3 separate regions of the Zea mays genome follow, and all the other regions are linked to region 3. The links are chromatin contacts, called in public Hi-C maps. All regions are on one chromosome and are shown on one strand. The core of a region is the stretch at or near the end of the contact, and the rest is flanking DNA. Distances in the headings are between cores, read along the strand shown. Region 1 holds the start of LOC103635334 (DUF679 domain membrane protein 7). Region 2 holds the start of LOC100382308 (HSP40/DnaJ peptide-binding protein). Region 3 holds the start of LOC103635335 (Putative homeodomain-like transcription factor superfamily protein).

Region 1 (2,700 bases), core at 106-2,605, 140 kb before region 3:
CAACGAGAATATAAATAATCTAATGATTTAATATGATTATTCATATTCTTTATGTGGAACGCATGCTTCTGTGTTTACATTACATATTGGATTGATGAAGGTATTACCTTCATGACCTTCGTCGGAAGATCATTATATCCTGAGGGAGATAATGCTTCGGAAGATGAAGGCCTCTAACCATTAACATTTATGTTGTCTTGTTCTTAACTCATAGCATTTGAGAACAAGTTCCCAACATTGACGCACACCTCCGGTGAACTCATTCGACCACTTTTGGCAAACTGTGACATTCGTCATGCCGCCGAAGAAAGCTTTAGCGCTGGGGCTGCATTGCAGCCACTGGACGTCAACCAAGAAACACTGCATGAAGCTAGAAGCCAAAAAGGAAGGCTACAAGTCTAACGCCTCAGGAGGAGGAGTTGGACAAAGAAATAAGGGACCTCGAAACCATCCATCAACAGGTCCAGAGGAAGAAGGAGAAGATGATTCATTTTTCTGATCTTCAGAAGAAGATCGATGAGGCTGCTGAGGAAATGCGGCATCTCACTCAAGATGACCAGGATCGAAGACGTAAACGCAGAGAGGTTTGTCAGGATAGTCTCCACTATACAAGCCACCTCAGCTTCTAATGTCTGTCTAGATTCTCACGCCGGGATTATAAGTATCTTGTGGAACCAAACACGGCCTTGATAACGTGAAGAGCTAGATTTTAAAAATCCGTTGAGATCCAAAGAGGGCAGTTTGTGGTATGAATTCCGCCAGCTCGCTCCGTCTGTTCATCCTCTCATCTTCCCCCCTCTCGCAGTCTCGCTACACCCCAGGAGTGAACAGTCTCAGAGTCCGAGCAGGAACGAGCCCGGCGAAACGGCGGCATAGTACTTCCTACATCTACGTATAAAAAAACAATTCTCACTTCGTATGACAGTTGTCCATTAGTGTTAACGGAAAATACCGATAGTGTAATACTATACTTTAATGTTTTAAATTAATTAAAGTATGGTTAAACTTTGTATTGTAATTGCACTTACCCCGTTTGGATCTTTAATGTCAAGTGGCGATCTGAACGGATGTACCCACCACGCGGCCCCCTTCCGTCACTCAACCTACTGTCGCAAGCTTGACGACGGGCTGGAGTGCATCCGGAAGCAAAGCCACGGCCGAATTGCTCCGCAAAAACACCAGCCCCGTTCGGCCGTTTCTCGTGTAAGCAACCACAAGCTCCCCCGATTTGTTTGTTGATGGGCCTCCCGGGGTTCCTGTAACTTGCAAGCCAAGTGCCGATCAGAACGAAATGGCTGGCTGACACGTCGGCGCAGGCGAACCCGTCATGCACTGCACGCGTTCTCGTTCCCGCGGCCTTTAAATCCCCCGGACGTTCCATGGGCGGCGGCAAAGGCTAATTAACTGGCCGCGCCATCGGTTACATGCGCGCGCCATTATCGCCGGTCGATCACCGAGGAGGCGAAGACGATCTGGTGCGGACGGGTCGATGGCGGCGGCGACAACGACACAGCGGCATGACGACGACAACAACGACGTGGAGTCTCAGCGGGAGCACGATGACGACGGTAGTAGCAGCCGCCGTGAGCAGCAAGAGCAGCGGCGGCCTCTGCTGGTGAAGCGGCGCTCCCTGGCGGACGACGGCGGCGGGATGAGCCCGGTGCAGCGGGCCATCAGCCAGACGTACCAGAGCACGGCGCACCTGGCGAAGCTGCTGCCGACGGGCACCGTGCTGGCGTTCCAGCTGCTGTCCCCGGTGGTGACGGCGCAGGGCCACTGCGTGCGCGCTAACCGCGCCATGGCCGGCGCTCTCCTGGCGCTCTGCGCGCTGTCCTGCTTCGCGCTCAGCTTCACCGACAGCTTCCGGGACGCCGCCACGGGGGCCGTCCGCTACGGCTTCGCCACCCCGTGGGGGATCTGGGCCATCGACGGCGGCGCGCCGCCGGACGACCCGCGCGCCGCGGCCGCGTACCGGGTCCGGTTCCTCGACCTGGTGCACGCCGTGGTGTCCGTCTTGATCTTCGCCGCCGTCGCGCTGCTCGACCAGAACCTCGTGGCGTGCTTCTACCCCGTGCCGTCGGAGGACGCGAAGCAGGTGCTCACCGTGCTGCCCGTCGCCATCGGCGTCGTCGGGAGCATGCTGTTCGTCACCTTCCCGACCACCCGCCACGGCATCGGGTTTCCGCTATCACAGCGCTAATTCAGTAACTTACTGCCAGGAGGATGGATTCATGGCTAACGCTACCTGATTGTAACTTATATTATCAACAGATGGTTGTTTTCGTATACTTCATTCATGCTACAACTTGATGAGCTTGAAATGCACTACTTGTTTGTACTCTTGATGAATTCTGGGTCGCTAGCATGCGTGTAGGTTGCAGGGCAAACGGGTAAACCACGCCAAAATAGCAAGAAACGAGCTGATGCTTGCAAGTAAACCAAGGTTAATTGGATGAGGGGCACCTCAGGAGAGGATAAGTGTTTAGATAGGATACTCTCGTAACACACTAAACACACGCCGCTGCTATTCCAATGGCACGGCGAGCTTTTCGTGAGCGCGCAGAAAAGGAACGAGGCATAGCCGCATAGGGCCGGAAACGAGCCGACATGAGTAAGGGGGTGTTTGGTTTCTAGGGACTAATGTTTAGTCCCTAGATTTTATTCCATTTTAGTTCCAAAATTACCAAATATAGAAACTAA
Region 2 (2,700 bases), core at 144-2,643, 170 kb before region 3:
GCCAGGCGCGCGGTGTGCCCCGTCAGAGCCTCCGCCAGCGGGACCTTCTGGGTCACCACCAGGTCGTTGCCGTCGCGGGTGAACACCGGGTGCGGCTTCTCGTCGATGATGAAGACGAGGTCCGCCGGGATCGTGTGGGGCGTCTCATTGCCCTTCTCCGGGAACGTGATCTTGGTGCCCTTCTTCCACCCGGGCTTCACGTCGATCGTTAGGATCTCTTCCACTGGCATCGTCTTCCTGCACACACACAGGGTAGCAGTGGTCAGTACACAAGCTGCAAATGGAGCTCAGCTCTCTTTTTTTAATGGGTTCTGGAGCTAGCTCACGAGCCAAACAAGTTGGCGCACCCAAATGGCCAAATACAAATAATTTAATTCAACCGAGTGAGCTACACATTGATGCAAGTTCAGCTTGAATTCAACAGCAGAAATTAACCAAGCATAAATCTGGCAGGGATCACTTCATCCAGTTAGCTCAAGCAATTTTAAGGCGTCGCCGGTTCAATTTCAAATACTATTAACTAAGAACAGTAAATAAACGATGCTGGGACCGAGATGAGAAGAGAGAGCAGGCACTTACCCACTGGCGTCAGCAATTTCCCTGGAAATCTTCATCTTCTTGGTGGTGCCCTTGTACAGCTCCTCCAGGCTGCACGGCAGCTTCCGCTCGATGGCCGGCGCCTTCACGGCACGTCCGCCGGTGTGCATGCCGTGCCCGTCCGGGCCGCCGCCGCCGAACGCAGAGCCGAACATATCGTCCCCGAAAATGGACGAGGAGAACCTCGACCCGCCGGCCCGCATGCCGGGCATCCCACTCCCGCCCATGCCGCCGAAGGGGCTGGAGCCGCCGAAGAACTCGGCGAAGATGTCATCCGCGTTGCGCGGGTTAAACCGGAACACCGTCGGCCCGTCGCCGCCGGTGGAGAAGAAGGTTGAGCCCGCCCCGCCGGCGCCCGGCGGCGGCACCTGCCCCTTGAGCCCCTCCTCGCCGTACTGGTCGTACACCGCGCGCTTCTGCGGGTCGCTGAGGACCTGCACGGCGACAACATAGAGCAAGAGCGGGTCACGACATTCGCTCGATTGGGCAGTGAGTCCGGCATGGATTTCTCCGGACGCACGCACACTTACATCGTATGCCTCCGAGATCTGCTTGAACTTGTTCTCGGCCTCCTTCTTGTTATTGGGGTTCTTGTCGGGGTGCCACTTCATGGCGAGCTTGCGGTAGGCCTTCTTGAGGTCGTCGTCGGTGGCGCCCTTGTCGACGCCCAGGATCTTGTAGTAGTCAAGCCCCATGGCTGCTGCTTTGCTTGCTTCCTTCCTTCCTTCCTTCGCGCTTCGCCGCTTTGGTTGGCGTGCCCGCGCTCGTTTGGGCGTTTTCACTGTCCTTGCGAGTTGCGACTCGGTGAGGTTTGTTTGGTACGGGGGAGGAGACGGGAGGAGACAAAAGGGGAAGTGAGAAGCGTCTGGATAGAGGAGGCCTGGAGGCGACGAGCCCGGTCTGGCGACGAGTGCGGAAGCTTCTGGAAGGGGCAGGAGCTCCCACGACTCTTCAAGTGACGTGAGACGGATGTGCACACTGCACAGACAGCTTCGGCGCCGTTTGGATCCAATGGGATACTGAAAATCCAGTTCAAAATATCTCATACAGATTCAATAGATTTTAACTGCTACAGTAGTACTACTAGTGTATGGCGCCCGCCCATGCCTGGGTATCGATCCGTTTAGCAGCATAGTATAATGTATAATGATTGTATATATGTTTGAGAGTAAATAAACATATAAGAGCAAAGCAAAGGAAACCAGGTTCCAGTGTTTGAAGTAGTTGTAAGATAAAAGGGTGTATTATAAGTTGTAACAATATTATATTGTTTCAAGCAAGTTGTACATATACATACACATTTCATAATATAAGAGATAGTTCAGTAAACTATTTATAGTTTTGAACATATGGTTTTTCTCACATTTTATGACACATTTTTTCAGTGCAAACATATAGAAGGGAAACATCGATGAGTTTAACATTTTATCTGCATATATGTCCATTTATAGTTTTGAAGAAAATGAACATATATTATAGGCAGAACATACTTCAATTGCAAGTGGTTGCACATGTATACTTAGGTCATAAAGGTATACCTTTTGCTAGATCTGAACATTAAAAATCAATGTTAATCACTTTTAAGTATGCAACATACCTTAACATAACTATGCTTCTGTAAATCAATAAATACTTCACATGAATCCTCGCAGTTTATAGTATAAAACACAATGTGTTTGCTGCTCTTTCGGCAGTTTTCATTAATAAACAACTGAAAAAAGCATCATGAGCATGAAAACTTTCTGTAGAGTTACTGAAGTGACATATTAAAAAGTATAACTATTTCTAGAGAAGAATATGCAACTTCATTTTAAGAGATGCAATGCTAAGTATAACAATGTCAAACTTGTCAAGAAATTCTCCATCAATTAATCATGGATCACCTGAAGAAAACAACAAATCAAGATACTCAGAAGTATCAAAACAGTTAGGAATCCTTAGCAATATAATAATATGGTAACAACTTATATTATTGTACCTAAGCTTGTAGAATTCTGGAGCAACTGCGCAACTTATTAGTTAGTACTAAGAAAACATCATGTAGTCACTTAAGGTTTTTGTTCTTAGAAAAAAATTATTAACAACCACCATGAGTATTAAATG
Region 3 (2,700 bases), core at 120-2,619:
GCCGGAGCCATCCCAAATGACGTCCCAGTAAACAGCTCCGTGTAGGGAGTGGGAGCCGGTTTACACGACAGAGCCGGAGCCCAGGAAAACCGGCTCCGCACCGCTCGACGCTCTCTCTCCCATGCCTCCTCTCTCTCCGGCGCTATCTGTTAGGGCTTTGTAGCAAGTTGCTATGTAGCAAGTACTGGCAAGTAGCAACAAATAATAGATTATCTACTGGCAAGTATTATACGTTGCAGTTCTCTATCAGAAAGAGTTTCAGTTAGTTGTTTGATATAATACAGTTTCACTACATATTTTTTCACCGTAACATTCTTTTGTTGTAACAATGTTCTATAAAATATTTTTTCATCATAACCTTTTGTCTCATATATAAAATTACAAAATGCAAGAGGAACCATTTTACCAGACGATTTGCAAAAAGACACTAGCATCTGTGGAGGAGCTACTCCTCCAGAGAAGTCGGAGTCGAAGCCCTGCCAAACTAACCTTACACATTACCTAAAAAATAAACACTTGAAATATGCCATGGAGTACTTACCTCACCCATGTGAGAGCTTTGTGCTTAGTCGTAGCACACCACTCCTAGTCTCCTCCTACATACAGTCATGACATAGTTCCAAATCCCGCTCGATAATCGTCTGTCACCGTAAAAATGGACATGGGGATAATTTTCGAAAATTTTGTTTTAAAAAATTGAAGTAAAAATCATAAAAATGGAAAAATCTATTAAAATCCTACCATTTTTTAAAAACTAATAAAAAATTTCTGGTAGTAAATCACTGGAAACCGCTCGAAATTCATCGAAAACCCTTCGAGAATAGCATTTTTTGTTTTTTTAATTATTAAATTGGAATCCATTTGAGATCTACAAAAGTCGGTAAAATTTGAGTGTTTTTTCGATTTCACTCGTCATCGAGATTGGGTGTGAAACAATATAGTAAACCCTGAGTCACGATCGTGAAAAGTAAGGGGATGTTTGGTTTGGGGAATAACTCCCTTCAATATGAGGTGGTGCAGTCCATTCTTTAAATTTGGTAGTATAATCTTATTTCACCGTCTTTTCATTTCTCACTCTTTTTTGTTTGGGTTTAGAATGGAATGAATTGATCTATCATCACCTTATTTCTCATAATTAGTTAGTTAGTAGTAACACTTCATAAGACCTTATTCGATTGTTCCTATCACATATGAATTGAGTGAGATTGAAAAAAATTATATATTTTTTAAACTTGTTTAGAATTTAAATCACCTAATTCACTCAATCCACATAGATTGGAAGCACCACTTCGACCTGCCTCGGGTGCACGGCTGGCCAGACCCGCAGACCATCGAGCGCAGACTCGTCCACCGGTCGAGCTTGGGGCTCGGGCACCATTTGGTACGCGAAGCGCGGCCACCCACCGGGCCCCGCCTCCGTAGGCCACAAACATTCCGCGCCCCAGGCCACAGAAGATCCGCCAAACTGTTCTACGATCTCATCGCACGAACGAGGAAGGCCCGCAACCACAGCCAACCTATGAACCCCACCCGCCGCGAGATTCACAACGCGCACGCAAGAAATCCACACCGCACCAAGAACAGATCCACATCGCCCCCCCTTTCTTTCCTGGGCTGCTGACCCTGACTCCTCCCTCCGCATAGAGGGAAAAAAGGAATACCAGGCAGCGCAGGCGCGCGGAACGGAAGAGCACCAAACGCCAGCAGCAGCAGCAGCGAGGCAAAATAATAAAAAGTCGGAGGCATCAAATCCAAAAGGTTTTTATTAGCATGGAAGCGAAATCCAAACCCCTGACCAATTCGGGCCGAGCAGCAGGCGGAGGAGGAGTTGCATCCGTGGCCTCCCGTGTTGCTCCTCCTCGCGCCCGCGTCCCTATTACTTCTCCGCGTCCGTGCTGGGGCGCGGCGCGCCCACCGATCCTGTTCTACCTCGCGTCTGCGCTGCGACGTTACCTGCTGCTGTCGCCCGTCGGTGGTGGAATTCGTCGCGCGGATCGAGCCGCGGGCTCGATTCGGGCTTGGCGCCTCTGTATATATGTCGGAATTCGCCGTAGCGTGTGATTAGGTTTTGTTGTTCTTCTGTGTCGGCCTGGTCTTCGCGTGTTGTGTTTTGTTGTCTGGCGGAGGCGAATCTAGGGTAACGGTCAGTCGGGAATGGAGTCCTCCGACGACGGGGGCTCCGGGCCGGCGGCAGGGAGTCCCGGCCCTCCGTCGGCCCCCGCAGCCGTTGGCGGTGCGAGTAGCGCTCCTGGCGCGTCTGGATCCGGCGGGAAGCCGCCGGTGAAGCGCGTCATGAAGACGCCCTACCAGCTGGAGGTCCTCGAGAGGACGTACGCAGGTTCGTCGGCTATTGATGATTCTGAAACGTTTTGATGGTTTGTTTTTGCGAGCTTTTGATCGAACTGTGCGTGTGGTTTTCATGGGGATTCTGTTTTGCGCAGAGGACTCGTATCCCAACGAGACGAAGCGGGCGGAGCTGTCGGTGCAGTTGAACCTCACAGACAGGCAGCTTCAGATGTGGTTCTGCCACCGCCGGCTCAAGGACCGGAAACCGCCGGCCAAGAGGCAGCTAAGGGACGAGGAGGTTAGCGTCCCAGTCATAGGGCCGCCGCCACCTGTGCTTCCGCCTCCATTGCCTCCCAGCGAGATGATGGTGGGGACTGTCGGAACCTATGGTGAGCAGCTGCTGCCCTATTCCAG

The links. Hi-C and Micro-C count contacts between places; a contact is called where the count stands out from the background.
Region 1: a Hi-C map of endosperm shows a contact between it and region 3, with 3 times the contacts expected there. The contact joins the promoter of LOC103635334 here to the promoter of LOC103635335 in region 3. A contact is called at or near these places in 2 of 25 Hi-C or Micro-C datasets (ear and endosperm).
Region 2: a Hi-C map of bundle sheath shows a contact between it and region 3, with 5 times the contacts expected there. The contact joins the promoter of LOC100382308 here to the promoter of LOC103635335 in region 3. A contact is called at or near these places in 14 of 25 Hi-C or Micro-C datasets (bundle sheath, ear, endosperm and 4 more) and 1 of 3 datasets of contacts at active chromatin or transcription factors (leaf).

Annotation. Positions count from the first base shown.
Region 1 is chr8:70,236,921-70,239,620 of Zm-B73-REFERENCE-NAM-5.0, forward strand. LOC103635334 (DUF679 domain membrane protein 7) reads left to right here and starts at 1,356. Exons shown (of 1, transcript XM_008657814.4): 1 at 1,356-2,338. The coding sequence starts at 1,490. The coding sequence ends at 2,200.
Region 2 is chr8:70,208,259-70,210,958 of Zm-B73-REFERENCE-NAM-5.0, forward strand. It overlaps LOC100382308 (HSP40/DnaJ peptide-binding protein), which reads right to left and starts at 1,394. Exons shown (of 3, transcript NM_001175057.1): 1 at 1,128-1,394; 2 at 580-1,031; 3 at 1-237. The coding sequence starts at 1,292.
Region 3 is chr8:70,379,293-70,381,992 of Zm-B73-REFERENCE-NAM-5.0, forward strand. LOC103635335 (Putative homeodomain-like transcription factor superfamily protein) reads left to right here and starts at 1,370. Exons shown (of 18, transcript XM_008657816.3): 1 at 1,370-2,338; 2 at 2,442-2,700. The coding sequence starts at 2,155.